Linked DNA regions of Mus musculus: all the other regions are linked to region 1. A link is a contact called in public HiChIP or PLAC-seq and promoter capture Hi-C data. All regions are on one chromosome and are shown on one strand. The core of a region is the stretch at or near the end of the contact, and the rest is flanking DNA. Distances in the headings are between cores, read along the strand shown. Region 1 overlaps Vamp5 (vesicle-associated membrane protein 5). Region 2 overlaps Polr1a (polymerase (RNA) I polypeptide A). Region 3 has its middle 21 kb from the start of 9130221F21Rik. Region 4 overlaps Tcf7l1 (transcription factor 7 like 1 (T cell specific, HMG box)).

What was found. HiChIP or PLAC-seq counts read pairs in DNA pulled down with a chosen protein or histone mark. Capture Hi-C pulls out chosen DNA fragments and counts their contacts.
Region 2: a contact with region 1 is called in a promoter capture Hi-C map of liver. The contact joins two enhancer-like sites. A contact is called at or near these places in 1 of 115 datasets of contacts at active chromatin or transcription factors (pancreatic cancer cells) and 1 of 9 other capture datasets (liver).
Region 3: a contact with region 1 is called in a FOXA1 HiChIP or PLAC-seq map of pancreatic cancer cells. The contact joins two enhancer-like sites. A contact is called at or near these places in 1 of 115 datasets of contacts at active chromatin or transcription factors (pancreatic cancer cells) and 1 of 9 other capture datasets (adipose tissue).
Region 4: an H3K27ac HiChIP or PLAC-seq map of extraembryonic endoderm stem cells shows a contact between it and region 1. The contact joins two enhancer-like sites. A contact is called at or near these places in 1 of 484 Hi-C or Micro-C datasets (embryonic stem cells) and 1 of 115 datasets of contacts at active chromatin or transcription factors (extraembryonic endoderm stem cells).

The regions. Positions count from the first base shown.
Region 1 is chr6:72,370,390-72,373,089 of GRCm38.p6, reverse strand. The region is part of intron 1 of Vamp5 (vesicle-associated membrane protein 5); the gene reads left to right. Among named protein-coding and RNA genes, the nearest start is that of Gm52494, 7.5 kb to the left of the region's middle. Within about 2 kb of position 1,374, at least 139 of the 459 cell types and tissues checked have an H3K27ac peak or open chromatin away from gene starts, as enhancers often do. A contact at or near this core is called in extraembryonic endoderm stem cells, liver and pancreatic cancer cells, where this site is marked.
Region 2 is chr6:71,949,558-71,952,257 of GRCm38.p6, reverse strand. It overlaps Polr1a (polymerase (RNA) I polypeptide A), which reads right to left. Exons shown (of 34, transcript NM_009088.3): 17 at 1,596-1,678; 18 at 1,337-1,495. Among named protein-coding and RNA genes, the nearest start is that of Gm26628, 13 kb to the left of the region's middle. Within about 2 kb of position 1,442, at least 43 of the 459 cell types and tissues checked have an H3K27ac peak or open chromatin away from gene starts, as enhancers often do. A contact at or near this core is called in liver, where this site is marked.
Region 3 is chr6:72,062,627-72,065,326 of GRCm38.p6, reverse strand. No RefSeq gene overlaps it. Among named protein-coding and RNA genes, the nearest start is that of 9130221F21Rik, 21 kb to the right of the region's middle. Within about 2 kb of position 1,391, at least 17 of the 459 cell types and tissues checked have an H3K27ac peak or open chromatin away from gene starts, as enhancers often do. A contact at or near this core is called in pancreatic cancer cells, where this site is marked.
Region 4 is chr6:72,747,508-72,750,207 of GRCm38.p6, reverse strand. The region is part of intron 3 of Tcf7l1 (transcription factor 7 like 1 (T cell specific, HMG box)); the gene reads left to right. It overlaps Gm31249 (a long non-coding RNA gene), which reads right to left. Exons shown (of 2, transcript XR_377763.3): 2 at 186-1,650. Among named protein-coding and RNA genes, the nearest start is that of Gm31249, 9.0 kb to the right of the region's middle. Within about 2 kb of position 1,322, at least 65 of the 459 cell types and tissues checked have an H3K27ac peak or open chromatin away from gene starts, as enhancers often do. A contact at or near this core is called in extraembryonic endoderm stem cells, where this site is marked.

The DNA of each region.
Region 1 (2,700 bases), core at 125-2,624:
GTGACCCTTATATTGGAATAAGATAGCAACAGCTGTAGCATCCAGAACAGAAGGACAGAGCTAGAGATGTAGTTCAGTAGGTAGAGTGCTTACCTAAGCAGGAATGGAGCCCTGGGCTTTAATCGCTAGCACCACATAAACAGGGCATGGTACACTTGTAATATAGTACCAGGAAATGAAACTAATAAGATCAGATGTTCAAGGTCATTTCAGAAGCCAATCTGGGTCAGAACCTTGTCAAAAAGAAGAAAAAAGAAAGAAAATAAGAGAAGAGAAGAGAAGAGAAGAGAAGAGAAAAGAAAAGAAAAGATAAAGGAGGAGGTTGCTGGGGTGATGGCTCAGTGGTTATCTGCACTTGTCACTGACACAAGAGAACCTGAGGTCACATGTCCAGAACCCATGTGAAAAGCTAGGTATAGCTGCACATGCCTATAATCTTAGTGCCTGGGGGACAGGAAAAGAGACAGAAATGTTGGTGGGGCTTTCTGGCTGCCAGACTCTTCCAGGTTCAGTGAGAGACCAACTCTCAAGGGAGTTAAGATAGGTTGTGATGGAGCGGGGCATCATCTGTTGGCATCTGGGTGCATTACAGGCAGGCATCCCAGCAAGCACATGCTAATGTTCACTACACACTCATACGCTGTACACATACAGAGAGACACACACACACACACACACAGAGACAGAGACAGAGAGAGAGAGACACAGAGAGAGAGAGAGAGACAGACAGACAAGGGCCAGTGTGATGGCTTAACAGGTAAAGTGCTTTACATACAAGCCTGCTGGCCTGAGTTCAATCCCTAGAATCCATTGTAAAAACGGAAGGCAAGAACTGACTCCACTAGCCCGGTGTGGTGGCGCACGTCTTTAATCCCAGCACTGGAAGGCAGAGGCAGGCGAATTTCTGAGTTCCAGGACAGCCTGGTCTACAGAGTGAGTTCCAGGACAGCCAGGGCTATAGAGAGAAACCCTGTCTCAAAGGAAAAGGAAAAGGAAAAAAAAAAAAAAAAAAAAGAACTGACTCCACAAAGTTGTCCTCTGGCTTCCACATTTGTGTCCCTCTACAATAAAAAAGAACAAAAAAGCCCTCAGATTTCCACCAATCTCTAGTAATGGTTCTCATGCTTAAATCTTTGTCTATTCCCAAGTCTATGCTGTGGAGTCCTGCAATGTGGGAGAAGTTCAAACAATGGAGCCTTGTCTAACCATGCAGCCACCACAGTGGGGATGACAAGTGACTCAGGAATGGGAGGAAGTATGAATTCCCTGTTCTCTTCTCTGCTGCCCTGTGTCCCAGCGTCTGAACACCCTCTGCCTCCTTGGTTTGCCTGCCCCACACTTAAAACAGGCTGTTTTTCTAGCTCTTGGGTAAATATTGACCTGTTTGGGTTTCAGATGCCTGTCCCCTGAAACTCTTGCTGGGCTAGATAGGCAAACCAGGAGAACCTCTCTTGAGACAGAGTTCCTTTAGGATAGGCAATGAAGCAACTGGTCCCTTTACTGGGTCCCTGTGTTGGCCTCCCGGGCTTCTGGATGCTGAAGGATGGAGCTGCCCCCTGCCCTCCCACTGGGAGCTTGTGATCTAGACAGGACTCACGCCCTGGGAATGCTCTGAGGCTGTGTATAAGGCAGCTGCAAAGATCCTGGGCGAGGATTCTTGCTTGAGTAGGAGGGAATCCTCTGTGACTACCAGGTCCCTTCCAACAGAAATCCTCTGGTTTTAGGTGGAATTCTGTTAAGTGCCAAACTGTCTGCTGCAAACAGTTGGAGATATGGGCCAACCGGAAAGGGGGGCGGGGTAGTGGGTGACAGTTGCTATGCACAGGAGACAGAATAGGGATAGGCTGGGAAGGACGAGGCTGAGGGAAGGGAATTGTGGTTTGCTAATCCTCTGGAATTCATCTTCCTGAATAGACCTGCTCATGGTCTTAGCACATAGCATCTAGAGGCAGCGGGCTTTTGCCGCACCCTCTTTCCCTCTGCCCCTCTCCTCCTCTTTCCCTTTCACCTCCCCCAGATTGAAACTTGTATTCACCTCCCCGCAACCCTTCAAAACAGATTGGGTTCCTTGGTTAGGTGAAGCTGTGCTGCCCAGGTTCAGAAGCCAGTCTGTCACTTGGGTCCTATTAAAGACGGTATCCCAGCTGACTAGTAGGCTGGGAGCCAAAGGCCAGAGGATCTGAGGTTCCCAGGAGAGGAACTAGAAGGTGGTCACTAGAAGGTGGAGAGCAGCTTAGCTCAGAGGCAGAACTGGCCTGACTGGTCAGAGGTCCAAAGAGGGAGAGCTGAGCTGCTGAGTTTGTGAGCACTTCTAGAGACTCAGCTGTGATCTGGTCTCCAATGACTTTCCTAGTTCTGTGGAGCAGACTGTTTTCCTGCCTGGCTCCCTGGTCTTCACTACTTCTTGGGGGTCAGTAGGAAGCCATAGGAAAGGTGAACATGGGGTAGATGCCATCTTGGAGCAGATGAGCAAAGTGTCTGCTTTGTGGGAAGGTGAGGACCTGGGAAGCTCCCAGTTTGGGGTAACATGGAAGAAGCTGAGATGCTGAAATCCAGGGTGGACGGATAAGGGTAGGAACCTGGAAGCAAACTGCTCAGAAGGCAGCCCTTTAACCTGAATATCTCATGTCGTTACACACCAAGGAGGCTATTACTCATCCACCACACACAGACATTGTAGGGGATTTTTAGGTCTTTTGT
Region 2 (2,700 bases), core at 193-2,692, 420 kb after region 1:
CTGCTTGTAACTCCAGTTCCAGGGGATCTGACACTTTCACACAGAACATGTCGGCAAAACATCAATGAATATAAAATAAGATAATAAAAAAATGTAAACAAAGAATAAAATCTAAGGTACGGTACTAATGAATCAGCACAGGAAAGCACCATTTGCTTCCCCAAAGAGCCAGCATTTTACCAATGTCCACACTCACCAGCACAACACCAAGCACTGGGTTGGGAGCCTTGCCTCAGCAAAAAGCCAGCAGAAGTGAGGAAGCCCACAGGGAGATCCTGGGGGACAATGACATGGGTTCTGAATCTGTTTCAGCCTTTGTCTGGAGATCTAGACACCCAACTCTGCACAGGAGCGGCAGAGCCTGGGCAGGAAGTGAGCCACGGGACAAGAATCTATTCTAAGATGTGCTGTCAGCTCTGGAGGGCAAGGCTCCTGCTTTCCCAGGCAGTGCTAAGGCTCCTCTGAATAAAACTTTCTTTTTGGGGGGGGGGTTTCGAGACAGGGTTTCTCTGTATAGCCCTGGCTGTCCTGGAACTCACTCTGCAGACCAGGCTGGCCTCGAACTCAGAAATCCGCCTGCCTCTGCCTCCTGAGTGCTGGGATTAAAGGCGTGCACCACCACGCCCGGCTTGAATACAACTTTCTACTGAGGAGAGCTGTTCTCTAGGCCACCAACTGAACATCAGGGAGAGGATCCACAGACAGACTGATGCTGAGTAGTAGCCTCGTTCTTGCTTTGCTCAGGACAGACTCCTGGCTGGTGGCTCCTCCAAACCACAAGACGGGGAGTCCAGGCTCTGGAGCACAGGGAGAGCACATGTGACCTTGACCCATGCAGAGTCCCATCTCCTCCAGGACTGCCAGAGGAGGGGCTCAGCATCCTCACACGCCTGCTTCTCGGTGAGAACAACTCAGTGCCCAGGCACACGACTTCCTTAAGGTCACACAGCAAGGACCAAGTACAACAGGAGGCCAGGCATTCCCTTGGTGCTGCTGCACAAGCATCAGAGACTTCTGCCTTTCATTCTGTACATCTACCTACAGTGGAGTGGTTCTACAGGCAGGCTTCTTTCTTCAGCCCCTTTAATGCAGCAACTTCAAAGGAAACACATTTAGAAATGCTGCTCAAAGCGTTCCTCTTTTGCATGAAACCAAGGCCTTCCCAGACTCTGTGTGAGCTCTTCACAAAGACGGATTCTACCTACCCAACTTCAAACTTCACCTAGTTGGGCTGATCTAAAAGGCTCAGGGTGAGAATCAAATGTAATTAAAAGCAAACCAACAGAAATCAGCATTCAAAAAGATGGGGATTTGTGCACTGTATGGCCAGGCTAACCTTGTTAATCTCATTGCTGTAATGGTTCACTTCCTCCTTGAACTTCATATCAATCATGTTAAAATCCCTCTGGTCTTTGCTCAGATGGGCATCCTGCCATTTCCCTTGGATTTCATCACATGATGCAGTTTCTGGCAGGCTCAATGCAGCCTTGACAGCCTAGAACGAAGAAAGGAACAGGAAGCTCTAGCCAAAGGAGGGCGTGGTTTTATTCTGTAAGGTGGACAGCAGACCACAGCCTCCCAGTCCTCCTCTTTACCTGGGGTCCACACTGGGTAGATTCTTCAATGATACGCTGTCTCACCACATCTGCATTTGGCTTAACCAAAATGTCTTCTACACCTGCAAAGTCAAACAGAGAAGATCAACAGGGCCCAGGCCTAATGTTGCACTGGCTAGTAAACTTGGTGATGCTTTGACCCAAAGTTGAGAGCTACAGGTAAGAGAAACTCTGGAACAGCTATATTAACACTAATGAATGCTCATGGAGGCCTAAACACTACAACTTCTCTTTCGTAAGTGATACAATTAGGGCTCAAAACTGAGATACACAGAAGAAAGCCGAGGCTTAAGTTTCAAACTTCTGCTTTTTAGCCAGAAGCTCTGCTGGCTACATCCAATAAATATATGTGGGATGAAATGGCTAGAGATTTTGGCTGTTCAGCAGTAGAAGAGAGGCTGACAGTGAGTATCCCAGGAACCCGATCTACAGCTGTATGCATGCATGCAAGCACGCATCCACGTCAAGTACAGTAATTTCTTTTCAACCCAACAATGTTTTGTTTCTACACAAGAATGCCAGACTTAAGAGATCTGAGTGGGAAGGCAACAACTGACTGTTTAAGAGCAAGAGCAAACATCTGGAAGTCCCATTACAGTAGCTGGAAATCTGAGGCTTCTGAAGACTCTATGCAAGCAGGAAGAGGAGGAGATGATTCCTTTCCGTGGAAGCCAAAAGCATAAAAGCAGACCCTGCATGAGGTCGCATCCAGGCCATCCCTGTAATGATGATCTCTGCCAATTAGGCAGCCCTCCCCCAAACTCTCCTCCCTCCTAGCATGGCCTTGCTTGCTCTGTCAACCCTTGGCACATAGGTCACCAGTGCACTGAACCATTCCTGTCTGTGCCCTGGGCTAGAAGAGCTTCAAGCACGGCTGTTGGTTAGGTCTGGCTTTCACTTGTGAGTTGGGTGCAGGAGTTTATGCTATCATAACGAGTGGGTTGAAGGGACAGAACGGGGATGGGAGGGTTGCTTTGCACTGCTGGAGGGAAAGGAGCACTGGCTGTGCAAAGTCAGTGGATAGCACTGATGGCAAGAGCCTAAACATCGACCAAGAAAACTGCCTAGGTGCCATCCTGTAAGG
Region 3 (2,700 bases), core at 142-2,641, 310 kb after region 1:
CCCTAGCTTTCCTTTGCAGCAGTTGCACCAGTGTTCCTCCCTCGTGTAGATGCCAAATACAGTCCTACGGTGCATAAGAAAAAAGACCCTGTGACATGGGCTGCTGTGTGTCCTTGTTTATTTAACAATGTGAGCACTCATCATTGAGATATTTTCTGACTCAGTAAAAATCAGTGACGAGCAAGTCCTCTGGTGACTTGATATTTAGACATCACTAGTTCGTGTTCTATCAAGATATTATTTAATTCATATGTCTCCCTGAGACTAAAGCTCTTTTTCCTTCCACTTGGTCATCCCTTGCTGTAAATGTGGGTCATGTCAGAAAATATGATGATGGCTCTCCACAAACTTTCCAAGGAGTTACAGACTATTTTGTTTTCAACTTATACCAGGTTATTTACCTGTGGTTCTTTAGCCCCAAATACAGTGTTGTGAGCATTTTAATGATAGGCATGTGACATGTAAATGATGAAATTCTTTTTGTCTGTAACCTGCTTTTTCATATTGCTTCAAGATTGTGTGTTATGAGGAACAATATGTAGTGCTCCAGCATGCTTGTAATGAAACATGTAACAAAGACCAGAACCTAGCAAAGTGGCACATGCAATAATGCTAGCACTTGAAAATGATAAGCAGAAGTAATAAGAAGCCAGGAAATTAAAAAGGAATAAGAGACAAGAGAAAAACTTACATAAAATGCTGGCCACAATAGTCAGGAAAACTAGAGCGCTTAGTAGAGGTATTCCTGGCAACAGAAGATCAATGTGTTTACTTAAAGAAAAAGGGCCCCAGGTAAGAGACTGCCTCAACAAAAAGAAGAGGAGCCCCCAATGTGACCAAACCCTTCCATGGCTAAAAGTAAAGGGATAGCAAAAGGGGTGCTAACACAGAAGCTGAGTCCTTAGACAAGGCCGGTGGCCTACCTGTCAAAAGAAGCTAGAAAAGAGACTGTGTTTCATATTCCCCCACCAACCAGTGCAAAACAAGTTAGAAAAGTTTCTGGGCACTGTGGGCTTTTGCAGATTGTAGATTCTAGGTTTTGCTAAATTAAAGAGATAAACAGCCCTTTGTATAGAGAAATAAAAAACTACGGGCCTTAGGTGCCATTAAGACTGCCCTAATGTTGGCTCCAGCTTTAGGCCTCCCGGATGTGACTGAGAACGAAGATATTGCCAATAGGGGTTCTTACTCAGGGATTAGGGCCCTGGAAGAGACCTGTGGCATACTTATCTAAGAAATGAGACCCCGTGGCTATAAGATGGCCTGCTTGCCTACACATAGTGGCAGCTGTGACCTTACTGGTCAAGAATGAAGATAAATTGACAGAACTAAAAAGTGTGTTTCAGCCCTGATCGATGGCTGACTAACTCTCGCATGACTCATTATCAGACTCTGTTGTTCAGCTCTGATAGAGTCACTTTTGCCTCCTGTAAGTCTGAACTCAGCTATCCTGCTCCCAGACCCAGGCTGTCAGCGAATCCTTGCTGAGACACATAGGTGGCATAAAAATCTGACAGACCGGTCACTAGAGAGTGCAGACGTTACCTGGCTCACAGATGGGAGCAGCTATCTAAAAGAAGAAAGAAAACATGCTAGAACAGCTGTGGTAGCTGGACACAGGCCCTGCCAGAAAACACATTGGCTCAAAAGGAAGAATGATTGCCCACACTAAGGCCTTGGAATTAAGAAAAGGAAAAAGACTCAACATCTACACAGATTGCAGGTATGCTTTTGCCACAGCCCACATCCATGAGGCCATATATCAACAGAGGAGTCTGCTGATGTCAGAAAAAAAAATAAAAACAAAAAAAAGAAAATACTAGCTCTACTGAAGGGCTTCCATGACCCTGCCAAGGTAAACATCATTCATTGTCCTAGACACCAGAAGAGAGATACCATGATAGCAAGGTGCAACTGCATGACAGACTGAGAGACACGAGTGGTTACAGCCATGGCCCTGCTGTTACTCCTGGCAATGGAGCTTGAGTTTACCTACACAGCAGAAGACTTAGCCCTCATTTCCAAATATTTCAGTCACCAGTTCAACAAAAATAAGAGAGTGTGGTACACCTCCAGAAGAAGAAAATTCTGCCACAAAGACAAGCAGAGGCTGTGATCAAACAGATGCACCAGTGGACTCATTTAGGGGTAAAGAAGCTCATCCAGACATTTCCCAAGACTAAGTATCATGCATCAGGTTTAAAACACCTTATAGAGTAGGTGGTGCACAAGTGTGTACCCTGCCAAAAAAATCAATGTCTGCTATACCACAGTGGATCCAAGAAAGAGGTACTGGGGAGACAGACTTGGTGTCCACTGGGAAGTAGACTTTACTGAAGAAAATATGAGTATAAATACATTCTGGCTTTTGTGAATATGTTCTTGAGATGGATAAAAGCTTTTTCCTGCCGGGCAGTGGTGGCGCATACCTTTAATCCCAGCACTTGGGAGGCAGAGGCAGGCGGATTTTTGAGTTCAAGGCCAGCCTGATCTACAGAGAGAGTTCCAGGATAGCCAGGGCTATACAGAGAAACCCTGTCTCGAAAAACAAAAAAACAAAAAACAAAAGCCTTTTCCTATAAAAATAAGACAGCTCAAATGGTCATCAAAAAGATTATTAAAGAAAAAATTTTTTAAGGTTTAGAGTGTCAAAAGCAATAGGGTCAGATAATGGCCCTGCCTTTGTTGCCCAGGTAAGTC
Region 4 (2,700 bases), core at 73-2,572, 380 kb before region 1:
GAGACAGGCAAAGAGAGCCACGGGAGACCTCGGGAGAAGGTTGGGTTGAGAAGTACACATGGGTGCGGTCACACATTGTTTTACTCAGCTCAAAACTACCTCCTAATTGTTAATGTAGACTAAATGGAACCCATATACACTGGACACAAACAGGGGACCAGTTTTGCATTTAGAAAAGCTCCAAGTCAGTTTTTAAACAATAAATTTATTGAGATTTGCATACCACAAAAATCCATGCTTTTCATGAGGTCAGCTAAGTGGTTTTCGAAAGGTTGTGCCGCCATTACTACCCTCTAGATTTATGACATTGTCATCAGCCCATTGGTAGTCACATCCCGTTTCTCCTGCCCCCGACCTTTTCTCTGTGTTCTAGACTTATCCCAGGTAGACACAGGGTCTTTGTGATCGGCTTCTTCCATGTGGCGTGATGTTTCAAGGTACATCCATCTGTGTTGTAGCATCTTTCAGCATTCATCTCTTGCTTATGACCAAGTATTAACCCACTGCGTGGACGGATATACCGAGTCTTGTTTATCTATTCACTTGTCAATGAACCTGTGGGCTTTTTTTCTGTCTTTCAATCACCAGCAAGCCATCTGAAATGTAACGAAATGCTTGGTGTTGGTGGTGAGTTTTACAAAAAATGGAGGCAACCCTGACAGTTGGTGCAATGCTCTGGAGATAGCGGGTACGTCTACCTAGGTCATTGTCTTTCTGGTCTGCTATGATGTGTTTCTGTGTGTCGATCAAGTATAAATGGTTGACCTTGCAACCTGAGAGCTTCCTCACGAAACAGCAGAGTCCCCTTAAGCCCCTCTTCTTTCTAGCCTTGTCTTCAGTCTGCTGTGATGTCAGGATGTCCTCTCTCCTGTCCTGCACCATTCACTGTGGCTTTCTGTGAATGCTGGCTGGCTCAGCGTCTGGGAGTTGGGAGCCCTTTGCCATGTAACTGGAGAGGATGGGAGCTGTGAATGGGAGCTCCTGCTTGGGTGTGCAGTGGTCTGTGCAGGCGGGGTGGTGGGGATCAGGTTTAAATCATTGCCAAGCTTGGTTTACTCCCATTATTGCTTCTGAAAGCACAAGGCTGACCTCACTAGAAAAAAAAAATCCCTGAATTCTGATAAAAACATAAACCACAGACTTCCTTTCCTCTTAGAACAACAGGTGCCCGGCCCTGCAAAACAGGACTTTTGAATGTCTTCAGGCTGCCAGGAGCCCCTGGGGCAAAAGCTCCCCTCCCTGTGGGGTCACAGCCTAGAGGCTTGGCAGTTAGAGTTGGGGGACTTGAGATAACAAGTCCTGTGGATAACAATGCTGCCTCTTCGTCCTTTGTCCAGTTGTCAACCTCTGATTTCCCGATGGTGATCGGGTGATCTGCCATTAGCAGGTAACTCCATAGAGTGTTTTCACTGCTTCTCGGTTGTCTCTGTTTATTGTCTGCAGAGTCAGTGGTGAACAGAGAATAAAAGGAAATTAAAATAGGAAGCTGGGAAGGGCAGGAAGAGCAAATCCCCAGTCTGGCAAAGGAGAGGTGATGTAACTTGAGCCAGGCTGACAGAGGAACTTCTGACTGTTGGGAGAGGGAGGCTGAGATTCCTGTGCCGTTCTCCCCTGACATCACCAGACATGGTCAGCAGAGGCTTTTCTGTCCTGCAGAGAAAGAGATAAACAGATGGTTTCTTAAAGTTAGGGGGAGGGATTAGAAGGCTGGTTGGGGCATTCATTCCCATGGAGACAGACTTGCACCTCATAAACATTAGCTCCCCTCCACTACCACCCTGTCCCCTAATAAGGTCTTCTTGTCTAGCCCAGGCTATCTTGATCCTGTCCCACTGAGACTGAGATTACGGGCATTCACCAACATGCCCAGTTATTTACATTTGCTATGATATAGGCGGAATTGCAGGAGTGGAAAATAATGACGTTTGTAGGGACACTTGAGACTGGAGGAGACCTCAGACACCCCAGCTCTCTGTGAGCCAAAAGAAGTTCCCACGGGAAGCTCTAGTGTGTCTCCTCTCAGCCGGAGCACCGGGAGGTCTGGCCAGGTTGAAACGTGTAGTCTGTTAAGTTCGGAAGCCCCTGAGTTCACACACATCCTGCAGATAGATAGATAGATGACCATCCAGTTTCCTCTCCTCCACATACCGCAGATCCTGGTCAGGAGCTTGGGCCTTGGCAGTTAACTCTGAGGTTGGACAGCTCCACTAATGGGCAATTTTTTTTTTTTTTTTTTAGCTCTTAACCACTCCAATCCACCAACTGGATCCACCTGCCGCCGCTGCCCCGGTGTGTCTGTACTTCCACAGTGCAGGCGCTCCTCAGTGGTTCTCAACCTGTGGGTCAAGACCCATCTTGGGAGACGAGGGTTGAATGATCCTTTCACAGGGGTCACATATCTGATAATCTTGCATATCAGACATTTACATGACGGTAGCAAACTTACAGTTATGAAGTAGCAACGAAAATGATTTTATGGTTGGGGCGGGTCACCACAACATGGGGAACTGTATTAAAGGGTAACCATTAGGAAGGTTGAGAACCACTGTTCCAGCTCCTGTTGTCTCGGGGAAATTGGTTGTAATGCCCCCTCACTCACCCTTCCCAACCCATCGGAATGCTCTTTTTCAGTAGGTTACACTCTCAGAGAAGCCAGCAAATCCTGTGGCTTGCTGTGATAATGACCTAGATGTAGAAGCT